4 separate regions of the Sus scrofa genome follow, and regions 2, 3 and 4 are each linked to region 1. The links are chromatin contacts, called in public Hi-C and HiChIP or PLAC-seq maps. All regions are on one chromosome and are shown on one strand. The core of a region is the stretch at or near the end of the contact, and the rest is flanking DNA. Distances in the headings are between cores, read along the strand shown.

Region 1 (2,945 bases), core at 279-2,778:
AGCTGCCTCTGCAGCCTACACCACAGCTCACAGCAACGCCGGATCCTTAACCCACTGAGCGAGGCCAGGGATTGAACCCACACCGTCATGGCTACTAGTCAGGTTCTTAACCCACTGAGCCACAGTGGGAATTCTCTTCCTCCCTCCCTCTCTTCCTTCTTCCTTCCCCTCCCTAGCTCTTGCTTGCTTGCTTCCTTTGTCTTAGGGAGTCTAGGCTTGGATTACTACAGCAAGCAAGCCAGCAGATGGCATTTTCATGGAGTGGGTCCCCAGGTGAAGGGGGACACGCCGAGCTCCCCGGTCATTGTTGGAGGCGGGATTAGTTGGAGGAGTCTTGTTCATTAGCAAATCCTCTTCATATCGTTTGTTTTCCAGTCATTAGTTGCCACTCCTAAGCCCTTGCTCTGCGCCTGACATGTTCTGCTCATCTTTACAGCAGTCCCACCAGGCAACGACTCTTCTTCCATTTTGCAGATGGGGAATGTGACACTGGAAGAGGTTCCGTAATTCATTTCAGTGACAGAGTTAAGATTTGAGACTAGGTCTTGGACTCCCAACCCTTCACCAGCAAGATCACTCACTTTCTTTCTCAGAGGGGAGTTTAAACTTGTGGGGCCTCTCGACTAGCTCTTGGTCTAATGCCTTCAGCACCTGCCTGTTCTTATCTTTAGAAAGGCAAGAATTGCTGTAAACTGAACCAAAATAACGACAGCTGTTTCCCCTGACCATCCATCATTAGTCACTTCTTCCTTTATCACTTCCCAGCCAACGGGAGGGCAGTAAGTGGCTTAACTCTTAACAACATCATCTGCACATTCTAAGCGCAGATGGCACGGGGCTAGTGATGCCTTAACCTAATTATTCTGGCCTTTCTAACTTTTTACTTCTAGGAATAGTCATTAAAAAGGGGGGGGGGATTGTGAAAGACTTACTTAGGTCTTGCTGCCTTAAAGGGGAGGGAAATTCTTTTTGAGGCAAATGCGTCCCCGATTTCCTGCAGAAAGGGAGGTTATTTATTGTTGGAGTAGAGGTTAAGAGGATTTGCACACAAAAGCTTTGAGGTCGGCAATGACACACGGAAGCAGAAAGGTCCCACTTTTCCACACATATGGGGGCTGCAAAATGGGGCATCTTCCTGGTGGCACTTCATGGGTCCCTGGATGTGGAACTCATTCTCTCGCCACCTAAAGCCTTCTCAGGACCCCAGGTCGTCTCCCCCTTGGCCGAGGACCTCATCGGGTCGCCTTTCTCGGTGCACCTCTCCTTTTGAGCTGGATGGAGATAAAGCCGTCCTCACCACCCCTACTTTAAATCCAGCGGGATCATCTGCCAGAAATAAACCCTTCCCCCTCTCACTCAGAAGACAAAGCCCACACGGAGGCAGGAGGACAGGCTGGCATCTTCTAATGACTGCCATGCATTACCGACGTGTCATCACTCCCTCGGAACAGAAATAAGAGGAAGCCACTTACATCTGGGAGTTGGGAGGAAGGGGCGGGTCCTACCAAGGCCAGAAACAGCGGTTTTTGGGTCTGAGGAAGCTGCCAGGCAGCCCCGCAGAGGGCCGAGTGCTGAGTGGCAGGCAAGCCCCGAGCTGGCCCTGTGGCTGGGGCGGAGCAGGGTGAGGGGACAGGACAATGGGAAGACGGGGACCCTGCGTCTCAAGACAGCTCACATCCCTCGGCGAGGCGGCGTGCTTTCTGGAAATAGCTGAAAATAGAGCGTGAGCTTCAGCCCCGAGAACTGGCCGCCTGCCAGTGGCAAAGAGGGAAGCCAGGACCTGCCATGCCGGAGACCAAGAGAGCCAGCCGGGTTTTTGGGCGCCCGGGGCCTGCCTGCCTGCCTGCTGGGATTTCAGCTCTCCTCCCTGCCCTGCGGAGAGAGCTCCGTCTTTTAATACCGCTTGTCCTCTTGCCCAAATAACCCAGAGATTCAAGCCCTGGGGGGTGGGGGGAGTCCCCTCGTCGGTTGATTTGGTTTCATAGCCGCAGTTGACACCGGGCCTGTCCATTTCATGTTGAAGAAACAGCAGGATTTCCAAGCACAAATTCAGATGCTGCGAGACAGTTTGCTCTGACGGTTGCTCTTGACCCGAGGAGACAAGTTCAGCCCTTGTCAGTGGCGGTTGACCTGCCAACACTACCCTACCCACCTCGCAGGTAGCAGGCTCAGATGGGTCTCAAAATAGAGCAGGCACCACGTGGCTGATAAGATCCCAGTGGGCAGAGGTAATGTTACACCATCTATGACAGGACTTCTGGAATAATCGCAGCTGCCCTTTGCTCCAGAATCCCGCTCCAGCGCCTTAAAAAGTGGAAAGTCCTCAAACAGTTCCGGGCTTAGTGCGTGTGTACTTTCCTTTCTTTGAAGTTGGTTAAACTTCCACTCGGCTTTGGAAGCTGATAATGAGCAGGTCACAGCCTTGCCTTTTCTTTTCTTTTCTTTCTGCTCTAGAGGGACAGATCGCTGTACACACTTTCTGGTGGTCGTTGAGGGGATGCAGTTCTTTGCCGACACACCGTGCCAGCGTTTTCCAAGGCAGGCGGCACAGAGGAGGCCCTTGGCACTCTCTGGGGGCACCATTCCTGAGCTCCAGGGACAAAGAGTGTGGCTAACTTGTGCTGCTTTAGAATAGCTACGGGAGCAGGAGGTCAGGGCATCTCAGTAAACTGACCTTCCAGACTGAGTCGGGATGAAGGCGGGGCAGGCCCCATCTCAGAACTTCAGTATCTGCAGACCCCGGGGGCCTGCTGTCCACTGTCTTGCCTCTCCCGAGAAAGACCTGACTCGCCACACCCGCCCTCCTGGAATGCTGCCTCTTTTCGAGAATGTGCTCAGATACCTACGGAGGGAATCAGGAGGTGGGGAGTCGAAGCTCCCCGTCCGGCTGCTGACTCACGCTGCCAGCTTTGCCAGCTTCGAGGCCGTTTCCTTCACGTCTCTGT
Region 2 (2,945 bases), core at 230-2,729, 180 kb after region 1:
CACGTGACTTCAGGTCCAATGGGCCAGATTTCCCCCCCCTCCCCGGGCGCCGTCTCACCGCCCGGCTGCTCCCCCATGTCCAGAGTGGTGGGAATGCTTGGGGCTGTGGCGGAGGGGGGGACCTAATTCCCTATGTTTCTGAAAATATCCCAGGCCCGGCTGCCCTGACTGCTTCCCTGGGCAGAGGCCGCATGGCTTGGGCTCCAGGAAGGCCACCTGCTTGCTGAGTGGCCGGCTGGGTGGCCCTGGGAACACTCCCCTGCCGTGGGGGGGCCTCGCTGCGGCTCTGCTCCCCACCTCCTGTGAGGCGCTTGGGGAAAAATAGCTGTGACGCTGACATGCCATTGTCAGGCACTTCTGGGGCCTGGCAACGTCTGCAGTTGGTGGGGTGGTGCTTTGGTGGAGCTGCGGAAAAGCAGGGCTGTGTCTTGTGATGGGAAGAGGCTCTTTTCCTAACCATATAAGTCTTCCCGAGAGAACCAATACAGAACGCGGTCACTCTGGCTGGGCCGTCTTTCCACAGCCGCCCGGGAGCCCTCTGGCCCCGCTCACCGCATCTCCTGTTTCATTTTCCATGTCCTCTCGGGTTGGTAACTCAAGGAGCATCTGTGGCTCAGGAACAGCTGACGGCCCGGCAGCTCCCAGCAGCGGCTCCTGGGGATGGGGCGCGGGGCGCTGGCTGGCAGGGGCGCTCATGATGCCCTGTCCCCAGGGCCGTGAGTCACTGGCAAGTGAAGGATGAAGGCCTGGGGGGTGGGGCCTCGGTGCCCAACCCAGGGGATGTGGCCTCGCGAGATGAGTAATGAGACCTGAGCGAGCGTTTCTCACGGGAGGCTCCCGCCGGCGGCCCTCCCGTCACACCCTCCTCCGCCGCCCACGTGGCTGAATCCGGGAGCTGGAAGGAGCGGTGCAAAGCCTTCCCACCCCAGCCCTGTACTTTCCAGGTGAAAAAACGAAGATGCAGAGGAGAAGTGACTTGACCCAGGTCGGGGTAGAGCGGCGTGTGAACCCAGAGCCGTTAGTCTATACACCAGAAAGCTCGGGGGCTGCCAGCTCCTCCCCGCCCCCGGGTGTGTTTCCCTTGTGCCCAGGAGGTGAGTGCACCCCTGGGGCAGGTGGAGAGGTGAGCTGGAAGGTTCAAGGCGTGGAAACCCAGGACGGCATCTCTCCAGGCTGGTCCCTGCACCCCTAGCTCTGCCGGCCCCTCCCCCTGCACCCCCAGGCCTCTCCCAAAGGTGATGGCTTTTCCTCCTGACTCAAACTAAATCCCCACCCCGTAGCCTGGGGGAAGAACAGGTGGAGTCCCAGATTAGGGCGCCTGGGAAGACCACGGAGGGCCGCCCCCTGCCTCCAGCTGTTCTTTATTGAGCGCCCGCAGTGAAGGGAGCCAGGAGAGGCCTGGGAGCAGAGCAAGGCAGGGGGAGTGGCGGCAGGCTGGGGCTGGTGGCTGAACCGCAGAGGCAGCCAGGAGGTCCTCAGGCTCTGGCTCCTCCTGTCGCCAAGCCCTGGAGTGGAAACTTCTGGAACGGCCCTGAAGGTGACAGTGTGGGCAAGGCCGCTCCCGCAGGGGGCTGGGGTACCTTCCCTCAGAGCTCTGGAATGCACACATGTGTTTATCTGCAGAGCGTTCCCCCCCCCCCCCCCCGCCCCTCCCACTCTGTGCACCCCTGCTCTCTCCCCGGGCTCACATGCCTTGGGCATTCAATAAACATTAAAAAATAGCAACATCCGAGCCACTGACCTTCATGTAAAGGCTTTGAGACCACGGTTCCTCTTCCGTGGGGCCAGACAGGCAGGGCCTGGGAGGGGAAGCCAGGAACACACCCTGGGCCCCGGCAGCGGGGCAGCAGGATCCAGGTGTGGCTTGGACTTTGCTCTGACCCCAGCTGGGTTCAGAGGTCACCATAAGTGAGATGGGGGCCCCTGATGTTCTATAGGAGATGCTGGGTTGTGTGCCCTCTACCAACCAAAGGACAATGCCTGCCCACCTCACCCCATGCCTGTAGACATCACGGGGGGAACAGGTGCGCTGGCCATCAGCCTTTCAGACCCTGCGCTGAGGCCCCGAGGCCGGGACGCTTCTGTCACTTCTTTTCTTGGCCTGCCCATCCCTGCCTCCCTCACCGAGAACCTTCCACCATTGATCAGCTGAGACTTCCTTGTCTGGTGGTGAGGAACGGAGGGTCTGGGGTTTTCCAGCCGGTCTGAGTCTTAACATCCGGATCGCTTCCTTTGACACAGAAATTATGCCGCCTTTACCCGCAAGGCCTGGTCAGCGGAGTCCAGGCAAAGTCTTCTGAGCCAGCTGGCTCCTTCTTCTTTTTCTTCTTCCCCAAGACTGGGAGAGGGTGAACTCGCAGAGGGGAGGGGGCCTGAGGGTCTGGACCCGAAAAGCAAGGTTCTGTCACTGCATTAGCCTCCCCCGCCCCGAACCGGCTGGACAGATGAGGCTCTGAGGCTCTGTGAGCAGCGGGGGCTGCGGCTGGCAGTGGGTGGGGTTGCCCCCGGGGGCCGATGGTTCGGGGCCCAGAGCCCCTCCAGGGCCTGACGGTGACATCTGAGAGGCTCACAGGGCGACGGGCACTGCTGGAGGAGTGCTCCGTGCGTTTGATCCTTTTCTTGTGAGGTCTATGCCCATCTTACAGATGAGGAAACTGAGGCTCAGAGAAGTTAAGTAGCTTCCCCAAAAGGGTCACTTTGGTTTCTGAGCCACTTCTGAGGTCCTGGATGTCATGAATGACTGGGCTGACCAGCCGTCCCATTTGCCAGGGACTCTCCCAGCCTGAGCAATGAAACTGCCCCGGGAAAGCCCTTAGTCTTGGGCAAACCTGGGGGGCTGGTCACTGGCTCACACGCTTGTCCGTTTCTCCCTCTTTCTTTCCTGTGGCACATCTAGCGCTGCTCATCTTCACAGCAACACACGGTTAACTTGGACTATTCCCTTG
Region 3 (2,945 bases), core at 191-2,690, 160 kb after region 1:
GCAACACAAATCCCTTTACTTCCCTGCTTAGACCCCCTCGCGGCTTCTGGTCATGGTTCCATTAGAACCCACTCTCCTTTCCACGCCTATGAGGATCTGTGAGCTCCCTCAGGGGGTCTCGGGCAGCTCTCTGCTCTCACCTCCTGCCCCACCATCGCATCAGCCTCCAAACCTGGCCCCCACCGCCCGCAGGCTTTGGCCCCTTCCTCCCCCTGGGCTGCTCGGCTCAGAACCGCCACACTGGGGCCTTTCTTCGCATCACCTGAGCACTCCAGGCCTATGACCTCTCTCGACCCCAACGTCCCCGCTCGGCTTTAGTTTTGCCTAACGTGCTAGGCTATTGCTATTCCAGTACCCAGGCATTTTTCACCTGTTTTTATCATCCTCCTTCTCTCGAATGTGGAAGTTCCTTGGGACTTAACTGGCCTGCTTGGTGTTTTACCTCCAGCGCGAGACTGGGGCTGGCACCCAGGAGGACCTCAACCCGTATTTGTTGAATGGATGACTCGATGGACAAAGGATTTGGTTTGGAGTTTGTAGAATCTATCCTTCGATTCTGGTCCTGGTATCAATGCTTTTCTCCCCGGCTCGCTCCCTTGGAAGAGGTAGAGGCTTTTGAAATGTTCAGCAAGCCGAACACACGTTTCTCAGTCCTGAAGGTTGGTGAGGGTGTCAGGGATTGAACCTTGGTGGTACTCGCTGGCCTTCACAGCGGCCCTTCAGGGTGTCGGGGGGAACACTGCATGGTTACAGAGAGCCTTCAGGGAAATTCACCGCTGATGTTAGCCTGGGAATAACCCTCACTGCTCTTTTTCTTACAGTGCAGATACCACTCGAAGGGGCTTCAAAATACTCTTTAGAGTCCAGACAGTAATACGACATGGGTTTGTCTTAGGTTATTTGTCAGAAAGTACCAAGTCTGGGCAGGTGAGTTTTTTTGGATAATAAAGCATCAGTCTCCTTAGTCCTGAAATTTAAACACAAAAATGAAAGTCTTTTTGCCAGAAGCCTGTCAGAGGGCAGGCTATTTATCTGCACCTACATGTCCGGTGAACTCTCCTTGAGGTGGTCTGGGGAAAGGAAGGGGCTCGCTGCCAGAATTAGAACAGAGAAAATGACTCCCAGACTCTCCTGTCTGGGTCCTTTCTCTCTCGTTTTTCTTTTTCTTCCTTCCTCTTTTCCTCACCTGTGACATGGAAATTCAAAAAGTTTCTCCCAGGTTTGTTGCTTTGCAAAGTCTCAAAGGGAAAAGCAAACAGACTTGTGTCCTGTTAGCAGGTGCTGTGTCTGACATATGTTCACATAAACCATCAGTCACACTGATAGACCCCTTAGGAGGACACCCAGGAACTGACTTTCCAGGTCCCAGCCAGCACAGTTCTTCCTGATTTTTGCAGAACTCTTTATGCTTAGATAATATAAAGAAGATTTTTACCGTGTGTCCTTTAAACACATTGCCCAGTCACCACACACAGGGAGATGGAATTATTGCATCATCAAGAGAGAGGTTCTTTGGCCTAACAAAGAAACCATTTTCGTTGCTGTCTCTAGAAGCTTCCAAAAGAATTTTTGAAATGAGCTCAAGGTGCCAGCAGTCTGCCTCTGTCTCAGGAGGACAGCTTCCTTTGAAGATGACTAAGGGTACCTGCTTTCCTTGTACTTGAAAGACTCTGTACCTTCTATCAGTGATAATTCAGTTGCAACTGGCATGAAGCCTGATCTAAATAGGCTTAGCAAAACGGAATATGCCGGCTGGTGTAACCAAGGAGTCCAGAGTACACGGGGTGTGGCTTGAGGTGAGATTGTATTCAAGCCTCAGGTGATAGAGCCCAGCCCTGGTGTGACTTCTTTTCTGAGTCAGGGCTCTCCCTTTGCAGGACGGCTGCCAGCTGCTCTCAAGGTGTGTGTGTGTGTGGGGGGGGGAATGCTGGATTCAAAAAGCGAAGATGATTGGCTTACGATTCCCAAGCAAAGCCTCAGAGCCTCTGATTGGGCCAACAGCCTGCCCCTGAACCAATCATACGGCCAGGAGAGTGTATCATCTACTGATTGGCTAACCCAGGTCATACGATCCACTCCCTGCCAGCTGCCTCTACCCAAAGCCAGTGGGCTGAGAATGGGGCAGCAGGTGATCTGTAGGGATCTGGGGATGGTTATAGGAGAAAGGAGTTGCTGGACAGCCAAGCTGCAGATCTCTGCTGTGGACTAGCTGCATTTGCACAGACAAGACAGACTAGAGGAAGTGGTGGGGCATGAATAATTTCCAAGGATTCCTGCAGATATCGTTATGCTTTCTTTGGGGAATGATTTAGCCAGAAGTAGAAGTTTTCCAAATGGCATGTCATTAAAATCACCAGGAGTTTTGGATTCTAGAGATTTGTGGTGGGACCCACTGAGTATGTTAACTATGATCGATCATCTGGTCATTTTTAAAGATGATCCTGGGTGATTTTAAGGTCAGATGGAGTTGGGAGCCTTACCGTGCCCCTCTCTTCTTGGCAGGGCGGGCTCCAGCAGAGGGCTGACCCAGGCCAGTGGCTCTGCGCCTGCACCTGTGCCCCCACTGCCTGCAGGGTCAGGGCCAGACCTCTCAGCCTCCTGAGTGCCGGACTCAAGTGGCCTTTCCAGCTCATCTCTTACTCTTTCTCTGTATGTACTTTAAGACATTAAAAAAAATTTTAATTGTTAAAAGTTTTTAAAAACCTTTAAATGTTTAAAAATTATTATTATTATTTTTTACCTCTACATGTCTTTTTTTTTTTTTTTGGTCAGACGAGATTAGTCCCTTCTCTAAAAGTGCTCTCGCTTCCTTCCCACATTTCTGTCCTTGCCTATGCCATGTTCTTCTGAAATCCCTCCTCTTTTACCTGATAAAATTCTAGCCATTACTGAAAAGTCACCTTCAACTCACCCCCTCTCTGAAGTCTCCTCTGATCACCCAAGAG
Region 4 (2,945 bases), core at 332-2,831, 140 kb before region 1:
GGTGTGCCGGCGCCCGAGGGGACCTCTTCCGAGGATGGAGGAGTGAGTTAGAAAAGCCTGCTCTGGCTCCTGCCAGGGTCTCTCTCCTGCGTGTCCCTAACATGATATGCGCCCCACGACCCCCTGCACAGCTCCAAAGTCCACAGTTCCTAAGATGAGGAGCAAAATGGATGTTAATTCCCTATTTTATAATTACGATTTTCCAAAGAAAAAGACCCATTTCAGAGATTGGATTCTTTCCAAATGAGATCCCTTTCAATCCTTTCAAGTATCATCACTTCTTCACAGCTCTGCCGTCTGGCACTTTCTGGAAAGTTGTGCAAACTGCAAAGCTCAGTGCCCTTTTTCCTACACTGCACGCTCCCAGAGGGCGGGCCCTGGCTCAGTTTCCCAGGTTTGTTTTGGAAGACAAGCACGGCTCAATCCAAACTTTCAACATGGGAGCAGACTGATAAGGAGTTCTGGGAAGTTAAAAGCCGGAGCCACGGGGATGTTTCCATGATACGTGTTTTGCACTGTGATGGCAGCCTATTATTCTGCTCAGGAACTAGGCTATTTAGAAAGGTTTGGGATAAAGGATTTTCAAACCTCAAAAACATGAGAATCTGCAGACAGGGATGTGGCAACTTGAAAAACTATACCGGATATGATACTAAATTGAGACGGTCTCTCCTCCAAACTTTTTCAAAATAAGCTGGAACTGGCATCACTCTAAGTCTCCCTATTTACCAAATATACAATTCCTTTTTATTTTTTTACATTTGTAAAGTTTTGGTGGCATTTTATTTACTGATTTACAAAGTGGTGATAATTTCTGCTGCACAACAAAGTGATTCTGTTACACTTTACACTTGCTTGCATGTATTTATTCATTTATTTATTTTTGTCTTCTTAGGCCTGCACGTGTGGCATGTGGAAGTTCCAGGGCTAGGGGTCAAACTGGAGCCGTAGCTGCTGGCCTACACCAAAGCCACAGTAACTTGGGATCCAAGCCTTGCCTAAAACCTACACAACGGCTCATGGCAACGCCGGATCCCTAACCCACTGAGCGAGGCCAGGGATGGAGTCCATGTACCCATGGATCCTAGTCAGGTTTCGTTCATCGCTGAGCCAGGATGGCAACTCCCCACACTTGCCTTCGAACGAAGTTTTAAACTCTGTGTGCAGTGTAGGTAATGGGCTTATTAATGCTACACTGCAACTATCAACGTGACCACACGTAATTTGATCTGCTACCTGATTCTGTGAAATGTTTTTTTTTTAAATAAATATGACGGTTCTACTGGTTGACGGTCCTCTCATAAAACGACAGTGAAGGAAACACTACAGAAGGACTGATTAGCCTCATAAACAAAGACAACAAATGAACTCTCATAAAATGACTCGTGGCCAAAGGAGAGAGAGTTGCTTTATAAAGTGGGTAGCTGCAACGAGTATCTCCTCATCAGCTAGGAATAACTGGAAATGGAGAAGGATGCAGCTCTCGAGGTCCACACTGTGAGATGCATAGTGAAGCCCTCTAGGGGTTAAAGCAACCAAAATCTGGGGTGGAGTCCAGATCTGCCTCCTCCAGCACGCCGCTGGGCAGTAAACACGGGCAAGGCGGGGCTCAGCCAGGAAACTTGAGTGCGTGCACACATACGCAGGCACACGGCACTTGGGCTCGTGTAGATGACCTTGAGAACGGGGTGAGCCGGGGGCTGAGGGCAGGGGCACTGGACCAGCCTTGTGCGATTAGGCCTCGGAGAACCCGACCTACAAGTCCACACTACAGGGACTCACATCACAGAGGGGTCCTGCAGCCCTGAGGGGAGGGACTGACACTCAGCACAGAGTCCTGTCACAGGTAAGGGGGCCCAGGGCAGGTGACAGTGAAGGCAGAACAGGGCCCTAGGGGTAGGTGCCCAGCCCTGGCCATCGGCTCCCGGCTCAAGAGTCCCAGCTGCTGCCACAGATCTTGAAAGCAGCAGCAGCAGCAGCAGAAGGAAAATGAGACACAGAACTTCTTGGTTTTGAGCAGCAAACACACAGTCCACTGACTTCCTTTCACGCCTAGAAAAATCAAACAAGGATGCAGCTACTCCAGACTCGGGCCCTCACTCTTCTTTTTAATTCCTGCACACACATCCCAGCGGGGCTCTGGCCCCTGATTAATGTAACACAGGTATTTGCTCAGGAGAGATCACAGCTCACCACTGGAGTATCAGATTCTGGAACAGATCCACCAGGACAAATAAATCTAACTCTACTCTCTCTGGCACATTTTTGTAAGTGTTTTCACATTTTTATACACATTTCTTTCCAAAAGCACAGTTTCACCAACAAGGGAAGGTGGTGCTGATTGCGACTGAGGACTGAAAACCAAGTGCTCTTTTAACGCATTGTTTGCGATTTTCTACAGAGAAGATGAAATAAAGGCAGTGTGATCAACTCAAATATTCTAAATAAAGTTTTGATGTTTAAATTACCAGTTTAATCTAGGAAAGAACAAAGGGAAAAATAACTTCTTCATTCATTTTCTGGCATTATATGACTGTTCAGCCGTTACACCTTCCCTCAGTGGCACAAAGAACAACGACATTAATGACCATTTATTTAAATTTATTTCTAAGTCCTAGTTAACTAACCATTATCTTATGTGCTTGGCATGTGTTAAATCATGAATCCCCTGCAATGTTCCAATTGGCACAGTAGCACCGCCTTCTACAGATGAAGTGACCAAGACACAGGGAGGTCAATGAACCTGCCAGGGTCACACAGCTCGGAGTGCTCACCTCTCGAAGGTGATCACAGGGGTGCCTTCAGCTCTGAAAGCACCAACTCAGAAAGACCCCCGACCCAGCACACTTCCATGGTACCCTACAAGCCTTCAAAATGCTCCCACAAACACTCACTGCGTTTGAGCACAAGTTCTGAATGAGGTTTTGCTATGCCCTGTTGGTAAA

The links. Hi-C and Micro-C count contacts between places; a contact is called where the count stands out from the background. HiChIP or PLAC-seq counts read pairs in DNA pulled down with a chosen protein or histone mark.
Region 2: a contact with region 1 is called in an H3K27ac HiChIP or PLAC-seq map of skeletal muscle. The contact joins two enhancer-like sites. A contact is called at or near these places in 4 of 47 Hi-C or Micro-C datasets (epiblast stem cells, heart right ventricle, liver and 1 more) and 2 of 2 datasets of contacts at active chromatin or transcription factors (alveolar macrophages and skeletal muscle).
Region 3: a Hi-C map of liver shows a contact between it and region 1, with 10 times the contacts expected there. The contact joins two enhancer-like sites. A contact is called at or near these places in 2 of 47 Hi-C or Micro-C datasets (epiblast stem cells and liver) and 1 of 2 datasets of contacts at active chromatin or transcription factors (alveolar macrophages).
Region 4: a contact with region 1 is called in a Hi-C map of skeletal muscle, with 5 times the contacts expected there. The contact joins two enhancer-like sites. A contact is called at or near these places in 1 of 5 promoter capture datasets (liver), 4 of 47 Hi-C or Micro-C datasets (liver and skeletal muscle) and 2 of 2 datasets of contacts at active chromatin or transcription factors (alveolar macrophages and skeletal muscle).

What each region holds. Positions count from the first base shown.
Region 1 is chr7:4,454,559-4,457,503 of Sscrofa11.1, reverse strand. No RefSeq gene overlaps it. Among named protein-coding and RNA genes, the nearest start is that of RREB1, 56 kb to the left of the region's middle. Within about 2 kb of position 1,528, at least 42 of the 83 cell types and tissues checked have an H3K27ac peak or open chromatin away from gene starts, as enhancers often do. A contact at or near this core is called in liver and skeletal muscle, where this site is marked.
Region 2 is chr7:4,271,660-4,274,604 of Sscrofa11.1, reverse strand. No RefSeq gene overlaps it. Among named protein-coding and RNA genes, the nearest start is that of LY86, 170 kb to the right of the region's middle. Within about 2 kb of position 1,479, at least 44 of the 83 cell types and tissues checked have an H3K27ac peak or open chromatin away from gene starts, as enhancers often do. A contact at or near this core is called in skeletal muscle, where this site is marked.
Region 3 is chr7:4,298,491-4,301,435 of Sscrofa11.1, reverse strand. It overlaps LOC110261768 (a long non-coding RNA gene), which reads right to left. Exons shown (of 4, transcript XR_002346278.1): 4 at 1-2,945. Among named protein-coding and RNA genes, the nearest start is that of LY86, 190 kb to the right of the region's middle. Within about 2 kb of position 1,440, at least 12 of the 83 cell types and tissues checked have an H3K27ac peak or open chromatin away from gene starts, as enhancers often do. A contact at or near this core is called in liver, where this site is marked.
Region 4 is chr7:4,591,132-4,594,076 of Sscrofa11.1, reverse strand. The region is part of intron 6 of RREB1 (ras-responsive element-binding protein 1); the gene reads right to left. Among named protein-coding and RNA genes, the nearest start is that of RREB1, 80 kb to the right of the region's middle. Within about 2 kb of position 1,581, at least 17 of the 83 cell types and tissues checked have an H3K27ac peak or open chromatin away from gene starts, as enhancers often do. A contact at or near this core is called in liver and skeletal muscle, where this site is marked.